Regions from separate parts of the Mus musculus genome. Here region 2 is linked to region 1. The links are chromatin contacts, called in public promoter capture Hi-C maps. All regions are on one chromosome and are shown on one strand. The core of a region is the stretch at or near the end of the contact, and the rest is flanking DNA. Distances in the headings are between cores, read along the strand shown. Region 1 overlaps Arhgef10l (Rho guanine nucleotide exchange factor (GEF) 10-like). Region 2 overlaps Padi4 (peptidyl arginine deiminase, type IV).

The links. Capture Hi-C pulls out chosen DNA fragments and counts their contacts.
Region 2: a contact with region 1 is called in a promoter capture Hi-C map of adipose tissue. The contact joins two enhancer-like sites. A contact is called at or near these places in 1 of 115 datasets of contacts at active chromatin or transcription factors (pancreatic cancer cells) and 2 of 9 other capture datasets (adipose tissue and liver).

The regions. Positions count from the first base shown.
Region 1 is chr4:140,609,334-140,612,521 of GRCm38.p6, reverse strand. Arhgef10l (Rho guanine nucleotide exchange factor (GEF) 10-like) reads left to right here. Exons shown (of 29, transcript NM_001290803.1): 3 at 1,110-1,295; 4 at 1,958-1,991. Among named protein-coding and RNA genes, the nearest start is that of Gm42335, 5.8 kb to the right of the region's middle. Within about 2 kb of position 1,486, at least 80 of the 459 cell types and tissues checked have an H3K27ac peak or open chromatin away from gene starts, as enhancers often do. A contact at or near this core is called in adipose tissue, where this site is marked.
Region 2 is chr4:140,764,686-140,767,873 of GRCm38.p6, reverse strand. Padi4 (peptidyl arginine deiminase, type IV) reads left to right here. Exons shown (of 16, transcript NM_011061.2): 3 at 2,237-2,303. Among named protein-coding and RNA genes, the nearest start is that of Padi4, 7.9 kb to the left of the region's middle. Within about 2 kb of position 1,758, at least 9 of the 459 cell types and tissues checked have an H3K27ac peak or open chromatin away from gene starts, as enhancers often do. A contact at or near this core is called in adipose tissue, where this site is marked.

The DNA.
Region 1 (3,188 bases), core at 237-2,736:
CCCCTAGAAATTCCTCACTAGTGGGGACTTGCTCCCTGGGAGAATATACGGCAATGTTTGAATACACTTTGGGGTATCATATCGGTAGGGAGCTACCGTTCTAGAGTGGGGTGCTGCTGAGCCCCTACGGTGTATGGGAAGGAGCCACGGTGGTACTGTCCCTTTCTGTGCCAAAGACGCTGAGACTGAGGAATGTTTGAGGCCCTGCAGCCAGCCCTAGGGAGTACTGCTTTTCTTTTCCATTGTACAGGGGAGGGACCCAACGGGAGCCATGTGACTTGCATTGGTGAGGTTCCACTCTCAGCTAGGTAGCCCTGCCTCAGGGGGACCCTCAGAGTCAGGAGTGTACCCCGATGGACAGAAACCCCAGTCCTTCAGTAGTTAGACAAAAACTGCAGAGCCACAGCCAGGCCCAATCAGGCCCTGACGGTAAAGGGTGCAGTCTGCTAAGGTATTTGGGATCCATAATTGGCAGAGATTACATGCCATACAGAATAAGCCCGAGCTGGCCATGCAAGACCAGGGTGAGCCAAGCGAGAGGCTGGAGCAGAGGGAAGCCCCTTGCCAGTGAGCTTAGAGATACCTCCAAGCTGAGCTGTGAAGAATGAGGAAGGGGCCAGAGGACAAACCAGGAGGGGAGGAGCAGGAAGTGAGGCCCTACTGGAGACCTCTGTGTTAGGAGCTCAGGTCTTACACCTAGCTCCAGCTAGCCCTGCACCCCCACCCCACCGTGTTTTACAACAGGCTGTTTTACACCTAAATACATATGGAATAAAGAACTTGCTTGCTTTCACAAAAAAGCATTAGCACGGGAACACACAGAAATAGGTGTCTTCCCTGTGCATTTAAAAGAACTGGGAAATCAGCTTGGCATGGTGGCGCCCGCTTTTAATCCCAGCATTGGAGAACCAGAGGCAGGTCGATCTCTGAGCTCCAGGCCAGCCAGGGCCTAGTCTCAAAAGGTTGAAAGGAGAGACTGTTTGCAGAGCCCTCTCCTCAGGACCCGCCCCAGGGCCCAGGATGCTTTGGGAACACAGCAGACCCTCTGGCTTGAACAGTGTGAGCCTCAGACCCTGTCCCATAGCCCACTAACCCCTCCTCTCTTCCAGGAGCTCCCCTGGCTCCCAGCGCTCCAGGCCCCTCCCCCGAGGTGGAGGAGGACTCCGGAGAAGCCTTTGAGTTTGATGACAGTGATGAGGAGGAGGACACCAGCTCTGGCCTGGTTGTCCCTGGCCTCGCCCCTGAGAGGGACACAGAGCCCTCGCTGATCTGCTTTGACACTGTCCCGGGCTCAGGTAAGCTGTCTCTGGGAGTCTCCACCAGGCAAGTGGGGTTTGCAGGCAAATCCCGGAGAACTGGTGGGGAATCTCAGGCTCCTAGGGTCTCCAGTAGGCAGGAAAGGGAGCCACTGGGAAGAGACTATATCCTGCTTCTCTTGGGAAAGGAATTCCTAGCATTCCTGCAACATCTGGCTTGCACTCTGTCCGGGCCTAAATGGAATCGCTTGGCTGGAGTTTCTGCTAGGGCCCTCAGCTCTTGTAACCTTCCAGCCATGGCTCCAAAGAACCCATCTGTCTGCTTGGCGAGCCAGCACCCCAGGGGTGGGAGGGTCCAGTCATGTTGTCAGTAAATGCCAGCTGCTGGGCTCTCAGATCTGTCATCTTACCAGGGACTGGATCAGCAGGAACCTCCTGCAGATAGCAACCCTTCCAAGAGCTGGGGTTGGTGGAAGCCTGGTAGACAGGGTGCTAGTTCTGACTGAGGTTGGGCCATGGGGGCGGTGTGGGGCAGGCAGGACAGGTAGGGAACTTACTCACTAGAGAGGGGCCAAGGAAAGGCAAGGGATTCTATAGGCACCCTGGTTCCTTCGAGGGGCGGGGAACAGGGGGTGGGAATAGGCTCAGTTCCTGGGGCCAACCTCTGTCTCACAAGCTCTCTCTCTTTGCTCTTCCCACAGACCTGGACCCAGCAGCTGCACCACCCCAGACAGAGTAAGTGAGCTTTGTCCACTGGGAAAAGAGTAGAGCCCAACAGGGGCGTGGGACAGGGTAGGACAGTGACTAGAGAATACTGTTGTTTGTTAAGACCCTTTGCCTGGACGAGGTTGGCCCTGAGGCTCGCTGTGGTGGCCTCTTTTTCTCTTTTGCCTGGGAGCATTGCATTGCATTGCCTGGTCCCAGACCCACATTCAGGCCTCTCCCTACCCATGTGGCCTCAGTGGACTCACAGACTCTCCCAGATTTCCTGTGTTCTGACTTGAAACGGAAGGGAGAGGAGACTCGCTTCCCTGGAGTTATCCCTGGGAACTAAGATGCTGTGGGATTGCTTCTGCTGATACCAGTCCTTCTCTTTCAAATTTTTAAATTACAAAATTTTATATTTATTGTGTGTGTGAGCATGCACGTGTGTGTGTGTGTGTGTGTGTGTGTGTGTGTGTGTGTGTTTGAGTGTTCGAGTGCATGTGTGCACATGCCATGGTTTGTGCGTCGAGGTCAAAGGATAGCTAGCAGGAGCCAGTTCTCTCCTTCCATCGTGTAGGTCCTGGGGGATTCATTGAACTTGGCAACAAAGACCTTCACCGGCTGAGCCATCTTGCTGGCTAGTCTATTTTATTTTATTTTGGTGGGAGGGGCAGACAAGTTCTCACCTAGCCCAGGGCGGCTTTGAACTCACCATGCAGCAGACGATGACCATGACGCTCTTGCCTCTACTTCTGAGATTAGAGACACGTGCCAACATGCTACCATGCCTGGTTCTGGGGAATAAAACCGGGGTTTGGGGATGCCAGGCCAACATTCTGCTGGGTTACATCCTTAGCCCCCATTTTAAAAGAATTCTTCTTTTGTTTCTTTTTTTCTTTGGTTGAGACAGTGTCTTGTTTCCATGTACTAATGGCAATCCTCCTGCCTCAGCTTCCCAATGCTAGCATTACAGGTGTGAGCTACCAGACCTGGCTCTGTTCTCACTTTGTGGTTGTGCGCAGACTCTCTGCGCCTTGTGCCTGGCAGCTCCCAGGAAACAGGACACCTTGGTGACTAAGGCCGCAATCCTGGGGCCTGTGTTAACCCATCCGAGCACTAACTTTGGGGCCATATGGAAGCCAAAGTCCTCTGGACTCTGTTTTCCTCCACTTAGCTCAACTCACAGTCAGTGGTACTTAGAGTGGCTACTTAAATTTATTATATTAA
Region 2 (3,188 bases), core at 509-3,008, 160 kb before region 1:
AAGAAGAAGAAGAAGAAGAAGAAGAAGAAGAAGAAGAAGAAGAAGAAGAAGAAGAAAGTTGAAGGATGGAGCCAAAGGCCAGCCTGGGAGAGAGTTGGAACACCCAGGTGGCTCCTAGGCTCACCCTGGATGATAGGGACAAGACACAGGTTGAGCGTGCTGAAGGAGTCCTGTATGACAAAGACAGGGGGAGAAGTGAGGGGTGAGGGAGCCAGCTCAGAGGCTTCATTGTGGGGCCCACCTTGTCTTCCCTCCTCCCCTTTCCCCCTCTCTCTTCTCCTTTTTGCTCTACTTTTCCTGTGTTTCGAGACAGAATCTTGCTAATTAGTCCAGCCTCTGCTCAAACTCTCAATCCTCCTGCCTCAGCTTCTTCAGTATTAGGATCAAACTTGTGCCACCACACAAGGCTAGGAGCCTCATTTTCTGGAGCGAACAGAAAGCCAGAGAAAAGTTCTGTGCAAAGATGTTACTGGCTGGTGCCAAGCAAGCAAGTAGCCTGCACCCAGGGAGCAGACTGAAGGCAGGGAGCCCAGACTAAAATGTACTGCAGAGTCCAGAGAACTCATGATGCTGTCATTTGTCCCCTCCCTCCCTCGCCCAGGATAACTACTGTCTATAGGACAGGACCCAGCACCTCAGTGGTTTCTCAGTGTGTCCCTCAGGGGCTCCTCCATGTGGTCCTTCAGTGTCCCCTCAAGAATTTCTTAGTATGAACTTTGAGTATGTTCTTTCACTCTATTCCCTCAGGAGCTTCTAAGTGTGAACCCCCAATATTTTGTTCCTCAGTGTCTCCCCTCAGACACTCCTCAGTGTGTCCCCTCAGACCTCTTCAGTGTGTCCCCTCAGACACTCCTCAGTGTGTTTCCCCTCAGATACTTCTCAGTGTGTGTCCCCTCAGACAGACACTACTCAGTGTGTCCCCTCAAACAGACACTCCTCAGTGTGTCCCCTCAGACACTCCTCAGTCTGTCCCCTCAAACTCTCCTCAGTGTATGTCCCCTCAGACACTCCTCAGTGTGTCTCCTCAGACACTCCTCAATGTGTGTCCCCTCAGACACTCTTCAGTATGTCTCCTCAGATACTCCTCAGTGTGTCCCCTCAGACCTCTTCAGTGTGTCCCCTCAAACACTCCTCAGTGTGTCCCCTCAGACTCTCCTCAGTGTGTGTCCCCTCAGATACCCCTCAGATGTCACGATAGGCTCCTTTCCTTGTAGCTCTTTGGTTGCTTTTGGTGTCCCCAGCTCATGTCACTCAAGCGTCTCCCTCCTAATGTCTCACCTTCCCCGACAGCTGGGTCAATCAGACACCCCTCTCTGGGTTTTTGTTTACTTGTTTGTTTGTTTCAGTTTTTACTGGGCAGAGGGACTGAGATGAGCCCAGAGCTTCATGTCTTCCTCCCCTGAGGTGCACCCCCTCCCCATCCCCACTCTCTTCCCCAGCCTTCTGATCTGGAGGCCGCACAGACAGCTCATGCTCTACAGCTGAGGGCCTGCTTCCCGGTGCCTGAGAGACAACCTGAAGTCCAGTTCCATGGCTACTCCCTGCTCTTTCTTTCCCTCTAATGCTTTTTGTACCCCATTTCCAGCTGCTGATCCCCTACTCCCCTTCCAAGAATCTCTCAAGACATACTTTGTTAGAACTGTAGCTGTTGCTATGATGAACCACCGTGACCAAAAGCAAGTTGGGGAGGAAAAGGTCTATCTGGCTCACACTTCCACATCGCTGTTCATCATAGAAGGAAGTCAGCACAAGAACTCACACAGGGTGGGGACCTGGAAGCTGGAGCTGATAGAAAGTTCCGCTTACTGGCTGCTTACTGGCTTGCTCCTTGTGGCTTGCTCAGCCTGCTTTCTTATAGAACCCAGGACCACCAGCCCAGGGATGGCCCCACCCACAATGGGCTGGGCCCTCCCTCATCAAACACTAATTATGAAAATGCCCACCAGTTGGATATTAAGGAGGCATTTTCTCAATTGAAGTTCCGGCCTTTCAGACGACTCTGGTTTGTGTCAAGGTGACATAAAATTAGCCAATAAATAAGCACCCCTCATGGACTCTTCCCTTACCCCCTTTTCTCAGGCCGGGCGGGTCCCTCCATCTCTGAGCTCCTTTGGGACCATTTTCTACAACTTCGTAATTAGCAGAGTTGAGCTGGATTGAGCGGGCATACAGCAGAGCTCAAACTTGTTTGTTGAGTGACTAAGAGAAATCATAAATGTCTGCTATTGTCTTATAGGTTCGAGTTTCATACTATGGACCCAAGACCTCCCCAGTCCAAGCCCTGATCTACATCACTGGGGTGGGTAAGTGATGATCAGGGCACTAAAGAGCTGCCAAGGGTGCACACCTTTAACCCCAGCACCTGGAGACATAGGCAGGCAGGTCTCCGTGAGTTCAAGACCAGTCAGGGCAATAGAGTGAGATCCCGTCTCAAAAAGGAAGAAAAAACGGAGGGAGGGAGGGAGGGAGGGAGGGGAGGGAGGGAGGGAGGGAGGGAGGAGCCAGAGCTGCCCTCTCCCTCCACACAATACACCCCCATCCCCTCCTCAACAAGGCTTCTCCCCATGACACATCGTGACCAGATCTTACTTTTGAGTAAGCAAAGAAAAATGATCATTTCTAGCCATGCATGTATCTGGTGTTTCATAAATATCCCTCCCTAGAGAGTTACATAGAGAAACATGGATGACAGCCGAGGGTGAGGGGAGAGAACTTCTCTAGGTAGCATGAAGCCCGGGGTTTCGTTCCCAGTCCTGCATAAGGCAGGTGTGCTGACGCACATCTGTACTCCCAGCCCTTGAGAGGCAGAGGATTGAGGGTCAGAGGCTCAAGGTCGCCCTCAGCTGCAGTGACTTTCCAGCTCCATGGACCTCTGACAGTTATTCAGTTAACACAAGTGCACTGGAAGACACGAATCACAGTGTAATAACTGCTCTTCAGGGTGGGAAGTGAGGACCTCCATTCTACACACGGGGTCTCTATACCTTATAAATGCTTTACAAACACACACTACACACATACAAACACACATACATACACACATACACATATATGCATGCACATATGCACACATATACACATGCACATATACACATATACATGCACACATATACACATACATACGTGCACTGCTTTTTGTAGCAGATAGTTCTGTGTTCCCCAAGTCCTATTATTTATATCTCTTTTTA